Linked DNA regions of Pan troglodytes: all the other regions are linked to region 3. Evidence: chromatin contacts called from public HiChIP or PLAC-seq data. All regions are on one chromosome and are shown on one strand. Each heading gives the region's core, a stretch centred on a gene start, on an enhancer-like site or on the middle of the called end of the contact. The rest is flanking DNA. Distances are from core to core; before and after follow the strand shown.

Region 1 (2,999 bases), core at 380-2,879, 270 kb after region 3:
TGGAGACAGGTCCTGGTTTCTTTTGTTAGCTGTATAAACCGAGGGCGACGGGGCCGAGGCTGTGCCCCCGGCTGCCGGGATCATTTCGCAGCCGATTATCGATGTTAAACCTGCCCGCGCTAATTTTGAGTTGCACGAAAACTGCTCTCAGAGTCTGTGTGTCTCTGTGTCTCCGCCTGTGCTAGAGCGGCAGCGGCGGCAGAGCTGACTCGCGAGCGAGCGGGCGGGCGGCGCGGGAGCGGGGCGGGCGCGGGGCTCAGGCTGGCGCCCCGCACGCCCGCACTCCCCGCCGCGGCGCTCAGACCCCGCCGGCCCGACCGGGCACCGGGCAGGGCGCGAGCCGGCGCCGGGCCGCCCGCCCGCCGGAGCCCCGCGCCCGCCGCGCGCACGCGAGCCACCAGGCCAAAAACAGCCCCGCCGCCGTCCGCCTCCGTGCCACCGGCTGGGAGCGAAAAGAACGCCTTTTGCCCCCGCGGGCCACCCCCCCAGCCCCAAGCGCCCACTCCGGGGTCAAAGGAGACTTTTTGGAGGAGGCCAGCGAGAGGGAAATACAAATTAAAACTTCCACTCACCTTCGCGAATCCGCCTAAAGTAGTGACTCTGGTGTAGAGACCGTGAAGATCCAGCTCCTTCCCACCCACCGCAGGGATTTTTTTAAAAGGCGACCTGCGGGAGAGAGAAAGCCCCGCACTTGTCAGCCGGGACCCCGTGCCCGGCCCGGGCGGGAGAGCCCCGTTCGCCCCGGCTCGCCCCGGCGCTGCCCCCCCGGTTCTGCTCTCACCCTCTGCTGTGGTGGAACTGCCGCAGCTCGTCCAGGAAAGCGAGTCCCTTTCTCCGCTCGTCCGGAGGCGCCTTCCCCGTCGAGTTTGCCATTATTTTTTCAAAGGAGGTTTTTAAAAAACCCAGATCGGTGTTTTAAAAGCGCCCCCCGCTCCCAGCGCTTCCTACCAGAGCCCGGAGCCCATTCCTCGGCCGGCGGCGGCGGGGCTCAGTCATGGGCCGGCGGTGGCGGCGGCGGCGGCGGCGGCGGCGGCGGCGCAGGGAGGGAGGGAGGGAGGGGGAGGAGGAGGAGGAGGGGAAGGAGGGAGCAGGAGGCCAGGGGGAGAGGAGGGAAGGAGGGAGGGGAATTTCTAAAAAAGTTTAAAGAAATCGGAGCGAAACTAGAAGGGCAGGCGACTGCCGGATCCGCGCGAAGCCGCGGGGCGAGCGCGGCCCCCACCCCTTCCTTCCCTCCCTCCCCGTGGCCCGGCTCTCGCCCGCCTCTCAGCGCCGCCGGCTGAGGCAGCTCAGCCCGGGGACGCGATTCAACATGGTGCTGCTGCCGGGGGCGCGCGAGCGGGCGATGGGCAAGGCGAGCCGATGGTGAGGGGTCTGGGCGGCCAGAGGCCCAAGAGTTTCGGCGGCGGCGGCGGCGGCGGCGGGGCTAGGGCAGGCGGGGCTGGGGGTGGGGAGGGGGAGGTCTGTGTGGTGGTTTGTGGAAAGCGCGGTGACAGCGTGTATTTCGGCCCCGGCTCCGCGGGGCCCTCGCACACATTCACGCGCGGCCTCGGCCGCGGAGGCCAGGGCGTCCCCGGGCAGAAGCACCAGCGGCAGCTGAGCCGCTGCGCGCCGCCCGCCTGCTTCCCTCCCCGCCAGCCTCCCTCTCTGCCGCCGCCACGGCCTGGCAGCCAGTGTCACACAGCGACCCCCGAGGGCTGGCCGCGGCACTGCGCCTGGCTCCACACCGCCCCGGCAGATCCTCGCGGGGAACAATAGACTCGACTCGCCGGGCTTAGGGTTCGTCTGCAATGTGCCGCACATTTCACACGCACACAAAGCCGGCGGAAAGGGGGGCGGTGCGGGGAAACGGCCACTACCGGTTGTTCCAGGGTTAGGGGTGGAGGCGATGTTCGCGTCCCCGGCCCGGCTGTTGGAAGGGCCGCCTCGGAGTCCCCGCCCGCCCGACAGAACCGGTGTGGCGCTCTGAAGGGAAAGGAAGCTCACCGGGGTAGCTCCTCACGCTACGCAACATTCACAGATCGGAATAAAGTCAATTTGTTACCTTCTGTTTTTGTAAAATCTAAAGGAATCGGCTTTTATGAGCCGTATGCTAGTATTTTGGGGCCTGGTTAGCACATTTTCTATGAATTATCCACACGCTAACTTTAGCAAACTATACGATAAATACAATGTGAACTGTCTGTCCTAGTTCTGTGGAAATAGAGTAATGCTCTTAATTCATCTTGCCGCTGGTTGGCTTCACATATCAAACTGGAGTATTCTATGAGCAAAGTTATGCAAACTAACTAAACTGGTTGGGAAGCAATCTATCGAACTTCGACAATAATAATTAACGTTACATTTTTATAGTAAGGTCTCTTCAAGATTGCTGCGTTTAAAATAAATATCGAATAAAACGTTTTTCTTTGCTTTCAAATGTCTTAAATGTAATCCTCGTTTAAAATATTTTGAAGGTTAAAAAAACTCTTTGCTTAAATGAGTCAAAACATCTCAACAAATACTACCACCTAAATTTGCATTTACGAGGGGTGTTGGAGCCGGCTCTTTGCTACAAATGTTAATTAAGATTACAGTACGTGAAACGTATTATTATTCCCATTTTAGTGACGGCCACCACGGGCAAAGTCACTGCCTAACCCAAGGTCACAGGGTAGTAGGGGTCTGGATGGGTTATTTCAGGTAGTCGTTCCAATGGGAACATTGCTTTGGAGGTGAAAAATTATGTAATATAGTGCAGCGTGCTTCCGGTGCTCACTCTAGGAAACGGACTTATTTCCCAACTAAAGTTTGTCTCTTAAGTGGGGTCGGAATAAGGTTGTGGCTAGGAAGTTCCTGACAACCCAGGGCCAGTGAGTGTCTCGGAAGCCTGTGAGGGGCGGAGACCCGGCCCGGGGAGGTGGAGAAGCTCGGCGGCCGCGGGAGACTAGGGGTGAGGCTGCTGCGAGGAAGACCCGGTCAGCTGTCCCTTTCCCCATCGGTCCTCTTAGGGGGAGTGGAGA
Region 2 (2,814 bases), core at 75-2,574, 270 kb before region 3:
TCATGAGAATTAAACGAGAGACCATCTGTGAAGTGTTTAACCTGCTGTTTGTCTCTCAGTAAGCACACAGTGAATAGAGGAATCATCTAGACATCCCTGGCCTCAATTTGAGAAAACAGCAGCCTCCATGTTGATGTTTACTCTGGTTCTAGGTTGTCAACTAAAATCCAGAGAAGGGGTGAAGATCCTTCTAACTCTAGGCCCAAGAATGTCTGATTGCAAATGGTTGTAGCACCACTGTGAAGACTGAGCACGGATTTTGAATTCAGACCTGAAAGGGAATCGCTTCCCCTTCACTAATTACTGTCTTGGGTGAACATGGCCAATTCAACTTTGTACCTATCTTCTTAAAGAGGATAATACCCAACTGAGGGATTGAAAGCTTTAAATGAGATATTTACATGTAAAGTCCTTAGCACAATAGCTGCCATATCATAGGAGCTCAGTTCATAACTATTGATTCCAATTCAAAAAGTGCTAAATAACTGCAGTCGTTTTGATATACAGAAACTAGCAAGTAAGTTAAAATTGGAACCAAAAGACAAGCTTGGTTCAGATAATCTCCAAACAGCGATGAATACACATTCTGCCTTTAATAAGGTAAATATTCCAACAGGCCTATTAAGCTATGGCTCACAGTTCATCTACTTTACCTATTCAGATTTCTTACCTTATTGATAAGAATTATTTGTGCCAGGCAAGGTGCACACTACTTAAAATCATTAATTTCACAATAAATTAGCTTCCTCTAGTAAGATAGAAAGAACCAACTTTTTGATGACCTATAGACTATTGCTATGTTGTGTGTACTCTTCTCCCCTTTTTCACAAATTTAGAAAACAGGATTAGGACAAAAGTAAAGCAGATGAGGGAAGCAGTAAGTGTCAGAGGAAGAAATTGAATGCAGGTCTGTCTGAGCTAGGCTGCCCATGTGTTTGCCCTTTTTGTTTGCTCTGAACTTTCTGTTTTTCAGTATTTCTCAAGAGCATGCCTTCTAAATAGGATTCTCAGGAAGCCACTGTTGAACTAATAAAGGCCATTTACTGCCATTCGAAGGGAATAAGAAGTTTAGTCCGTGATGAGTTTCAAATTTGGTTATCATCTTGCTTTTCCAGTGGTGATGAAAAAGCAAAATTCACCCAAATACAATGACTACTGTCTACTTGAAACGCTCCAGGTAGTTAATTTTTGAATTATGATTCACCTTCCCTTTCCTGTTTTGATGAACCATGAACAGGAGACTGAACCTTCCCTATCAATAAAAAGCTCGCGTTTCCACCCTGCAAATTCGCGCTATGACAGTCTAATTGGCTGAGGCGCAGGTGGGATTTCCTGTCGCCATTTTAAGACACAACTCCTCTGCAAGCAAGTGCCCAGCCAGTGAAAGGGGGCTGTGTCTGAAACAAAGAGTAAGCGGGAAAAAAGGGAACCAGGCCCAGTTGCCCCTGCTCCCCTCCATGCCGCTCCCTCGTCCCCCGGACTTGGAGCGCCCCAGCTCCGTTAACCTGGACGCACCAGGTCCTTCAGTCGGGACCACGTGGGGTCTCCAGGCCCTCCAAGAGCTGGCCCCCGCCTCTTTGCGCCTAGGCCGGTGCTTTCTCGGCGCTCAGCAAATCCTTCTGGTTCACCTCACACCCAGTCCCCAAAGCAGAGCTCCACAGGGCAGATCTCAGGAAGGGCTGACCAGGTCTGCGGGTGCTGGATCCGGAAGAGGGGAGGTGCCTCCCGCTTCAGGTTAGGGACAAAGGGTTTCTAAAGGTGCCCGAGCTCCCCGCCGCCCCTGCCACTTCGGTCCCCTTCCCGCCAACCCGGGCCATCTGCAGGCTGTGCCCAGGGCCAGCCCTCCGCTCCAACGCTGCCCGTAGTCCCAGGCGCTGCCCGCGGCTCTCCGGGCTGCGCTCGGACCTGCCACTCCCGCGGCCATCCTCATGCTGCGCCCTTCCCACAATGCAACTCCCTCGCTCCTTCGGCCCCGGCGGGGCTCTGGCGTACCCAAAATGCAGGCCCCAGCGGAACGCACAGCCCTCCTGTCCTCCGCCGGTGCCCCTTTAGCCGCCCCACCCCCATCCCTAAGGGCTCTCATTCTCCAGCTGCAGCCGCAGCTGGGTTCCGAACACGCCGCCGGGCCCCGGGAGGGAGAGGGGCAGGTGCCAGGGCGGCGCGCAGCCTCTGCTCCCGGTGCCAGCTTCAGTGCGCCGGGCACACGCGCGCCCCGCAACCCCTCCCTCACCCTTTCCCCGTTGCTCAATCTCCGCCAGCCGCGGTCGCTGCATCGTCAGAGAGCTGCAAGAGGGAGGCAGCAAGGCGCGGCCACCAGCAGTGACACCATGTGACCGGCACGGCTCACTGACACGCAGCTTTGGTTAAAGAGCGGGCGCACAGGAGGGGAGGAGACCGCGCGCGGGACGGGGAGGAATGGCCTGTCCGCGTTAAACCATCACAAGCCATGGTTGCGGAAGGGCCACGCGTCCCCCAGTAGGAGAATGACTCCGATTCGTGACCCTCAGCGCCGGTGCATGTCGATGTAAGTGCGAGGCCGGCGAGCAGAGTGTGAGTGGGGGTTGGTGGTGAGGGGAGATTCTGATGCAATCGGCCCGGAAAGGAGGAGAGCTAGGCGAGCGCGGACTGGGGCAGCCACGCCACTCCGCCTGAAGGTCGCCAGGAGCCTCCGCCCTTCACCTTCCTCGGAAATCCGCCAGGCCACGCCAAGCTCCCTGCCCAGCCCTCACTGGCGGGGGCCACATTTTCCCGGCCTCCGCAGCCAGACCTTGACACAAAGGACATCAAACTGCCGAGGGTAAAAACCCCGGAAGG
Region 3 (2,993 bases), core at 2-2,501:
AGGGGACGCCGCAACGTAGTCTGCGAGAATGCGGGAAGGCGGCAGTGAAGCGGCCGGTCGGCGGGGCCGCGGCAAAGTGGGGAGGAAACTCATCCCGGGCAGGCGTCAGGGTGGCTGGAGAGCGCAGCACGCGCGGACAGAACGGGGGCAGGCGACAGGAAAACGTGTGAGCGCGCGGCTGAAAGCGACTGGGTGAGCCGCGCGCGGGGAGCAGAGCTTAGTCCTGCGGGAGCCGCAAGCAGGACAAGGGCGTGGGTGGGAGGACTGGAAGGTCAGCTGGTAGATGGGGGACACTGAGGGCAGGCAGAGCAACCGGAAGCTTGCTGCAGTCGACGAGAAGAGAAACTAGGAGGTTAAATAATCAGTGACTTTGAAAAAGTCAAAATACCTCCGAGGTAAAACAAAACATTTAACAACCCGCCGGGGGAAAAAGTGGAGGATGGCACACACGTCACTATCTAACCACAACGCGGAGGCCTTTTAAGTAAATAATGCTAAAGTTTTTGTTGTTGTTTGAGACAGGGTCTCGCTCTGTCGCCCAGGCTGGAGTGCAGTGGAACGATCTCGGCTCACTGCAACCTCCGCCTCCCGGGTTCAAGCGATTCTCCCACCTCGGCTTCCCGAGGAGCTGGGACCGCAGGTGCGCGCCACCACGGCCGGTTAATTTTATTTTTTGTAGAAACGAGATCTTAATACGTCGCTCAAGCTGGTCTCGAACTGCTGAGCTCAAGCGATCCGCCAGCCTCGGCCTCCCAAAGCGCTGGGATTACCGGCGTGAGCCACCGCGCACCTGGCCCAAATTTAATTTTGTGATGTGGGGTTAAGACATGGGAAAGCCCCTAGGCTCGGGGAGTCAGGCGGGAAAGCTCTCCCCCTGGCATCTAAAAAAATGCCCACCAGAAAGGAGGAAAGGTGGGCTTCCAAACTGCCGACTCTTCACTCCACAGGCTGCATTTCAGGTGGGCAGCGCAGCCAGGTGAACACTCAATCCACCGCAAACATACGGACACTCTTTTCAATATCAGATTACCATAAAGATAGAGGAGCACACCCTGCGCAAAATCCTTCCTGTCCAGTCCCCTTAAAGCCTCTTTCATTGTCCTCCGCGACGCAGCCTGTAAAACTGCCAAAGGAGGGCAGAGGCCAAAGTCCACGCGCTGCGCATGCGCACCATCCGCAGTGTGGGCGAAGGGCGGTGCTGGAAGGGCGGTGCTGGAAGGACGTTTCCCAGAAGGCCCCTCCAGCGCAGCTGCCCTTCCTCCCGCTCACAGGCCGCGTGACGTGACTCCACCCACCACGCTTCTCGGTCTCAAACAGCAGTTTGCCGGCGCCCCCCTGCGGCCCAACTGGGTACTACGAACATGCACTCAGGGCCAGAGCGAGCGAGTAGGCAGAATGTGGCGAGTCCGGCTGCCGCCGTCGTCACCTTAGCGCGCCGACAGTGAGCAGAGCGAGCGAGGGAAGGGAGGAGGAGGGAGACGCGCAGGGAGGGGAGGGGAGGGAGGAGGCTAGACAAGGCGGGGGAAGGGGGAGTAGCGGTGGCGCAAGCCGCGCGGAGCAGCGCAACCTGGGTCGCTCCCTGCTTCGCCGCCGCCTCCGGACCGAGCCAGCGGAGTCAGTGTCCCAGAGACCCTGTAACACCACAAAGCGGACGAAGGAGTCCATGTTGGGGAACTTGGCAGCGGAGTGACTGGGACCTGGGAACCTGCTGTCGGGCCGCGGCCGGACCGAGCGCCTCGACCTCGGTCTGAGGTAAACACTGGTCGACCCGCGGGGTGGATGGGCTTGGGCAGCTGTGTGGGCGAGACGAGGGTTAGCGGCCGGCGCAGAGCGCTGGAGCGGGCCTAGGGCGACGCGAGGGCTGACAAAGTTTCGGAATCTCGCGCGGCCCGTGCGACGTCGTGCGCTGGGAGGAAAGTTGGAGCTGCCTCTCGAAGTGGGGGAGGCTGCGGCCGGGAGGGCCCCTTTCCCTCTCGCTGCCCCGCGAGGGAGGCTCGGCCCGGCCCTGGGCCGCCGCCGCCTCTCTGTCGCACTCCGTCCCATTTCCTCCTTGTGGCCTACGCGCCTCCCGCCGCCTTAGCTGGCGAAGCCTGTCCCCGTCTGGGTGCAGGGTCCTACGGGGGGGGAAGGGGCTCCACGCCAGAACCGCCACAGACACCCTCCACCCTGCAGTGGAAACGTGTCCTGCTGAGCTTCCGGGCGCTCCCGACCGCGGTGTCGGCTTTTCTTGGGAGACTTTGGTCGCGAGCGTCCAAGCCCGTTAGTGAAACCAAACTTTACTACGCCGTGACCTCTCGAGTGCGCGAATGGGGAAGAGCCGGCGCTTCTAAGCATCAGCCTTTTTTACTCCTTGATCTGAACTTCAAACTACTCATCCACCCCCAGTGTTTTAAATTCGCTACCTGGGTTGACAACTACGGGGCCGGGAGATATAAATTTAACCTAATCAGTCGCCCCTTCTCAGACCTAGGAATTTTGAACCATTAAAAAGATTTCCTACAGATGGCCGGCGGTCTTGCCACCAACACGTATTTTGAAGTATTGTTTCAAAAGTAGACGCCTGATTTGGAGTACTTGATTTAGACATTCACGGATTCAAATGTTGAATTTTGAAATACTTCCAATATATTTCCGTATTGTATTACATACAGTGTCTACCAGCTGACTGTTGTTCATTCATTTTGGATTACATTTTGGCTAACATGCTACCACTGACCTAAGATACTTAAGCAAAACTGCTGAAAAATGTTTTTAATGCTTTGTGTAGTAGATGCTGATGTTAAATTTTTTTCTCCGATTTGGGAATTTTCCCCGAATTTTGGGAAAAGCATATTAATAAATGCATTATTTTTTCGTTTTAAAAGAAATTAATTTCTACATATCACTACCTACCTCAGCAGCAGAATATCAGGGCAGTACATTTTAAAATAACGGTTGGTTTTTGTATCTTATTAGTAATTGTATTAAAATTTTCACATGTAATCAAGTCTGTT

The links. HiChIP or PLAC-seq counts read pairs in DNA pulled down with a chosen protein or histone mark.
Region 1: a contact with region 3 is called in an H3K4me3 HiChIP or PLAC-seq map of stem cell-derived excitatory neurons, with 4 times the contacts expected there. The contact joins the promoter of ARID2 here to the promoter of SCAF11 in region 3. A contact is called at or near these places in 1 of 7 Hi-C or Micro-C datasets (stem cell-derived neural progenitor cells) and 1 of 1 datasets of contacts at active chromatin or transcription factors (stem cell-derived excitatory neurons).
Region 2: an H3K4me3 HiChIP or PLAC-seq map of stem cell-derived excitatory neurons shows a contact between it and region 3, with 5 times the contacts expected there. The contact joins the promoter of SLC38A1 here to the promoter of SCAF11 in region 3. A contact is called at or near these places in 1 of 7 Hi-C or Micro-C datasets (stem cell-derived neural progenitor cells) and 1 of 1 datasets of contacts at active chromatin or transcription factors (stem cell-derived excitatory neurons).

The regions. Positions count from the first base shown.
Region 1 is chr10:50,121,146-50,124,144 of NHGRI_mPanTro3-v2.0_pri, forward strand. It overlaps ARID2 (AT-rich interaction domain 2), which reads right to left and starts at 1,630. Exons shown (of 22, transcript XM_063786745.1): 1 at 782-1,630; 2 at 573-666. The coding sequence starts at 873.
Region 2 is chr10:49,579,467-49,582,280 of NHGRI_mPanTro3-v2.0_pri, forward strand. SLC38A1 (solute carrier family 38 member 1) reads left to right here and starts at 1,325. Exons shown (of 18, transcript XM_063785718.1): 1 at 1,325-1,409; 2 at 2,259-2,524. LOC134807478 (a long non-coding RNA gene) reads right to left here and starts at 2,365. Exons shown (of 3, transcript XR_010148036.1): 1 at 2,231-2,365.
Region 3 is chr10:49,851,731-49,854,723 of NHGRI_mPanTro3-v2.0_pri, forward strand. SCAF11 (SR-related CTD associated factor 11) reads left to right here and starts at 1,252. Exons shown (of 15, transcript XM_016923575.4): 1 at 1,252-1,752.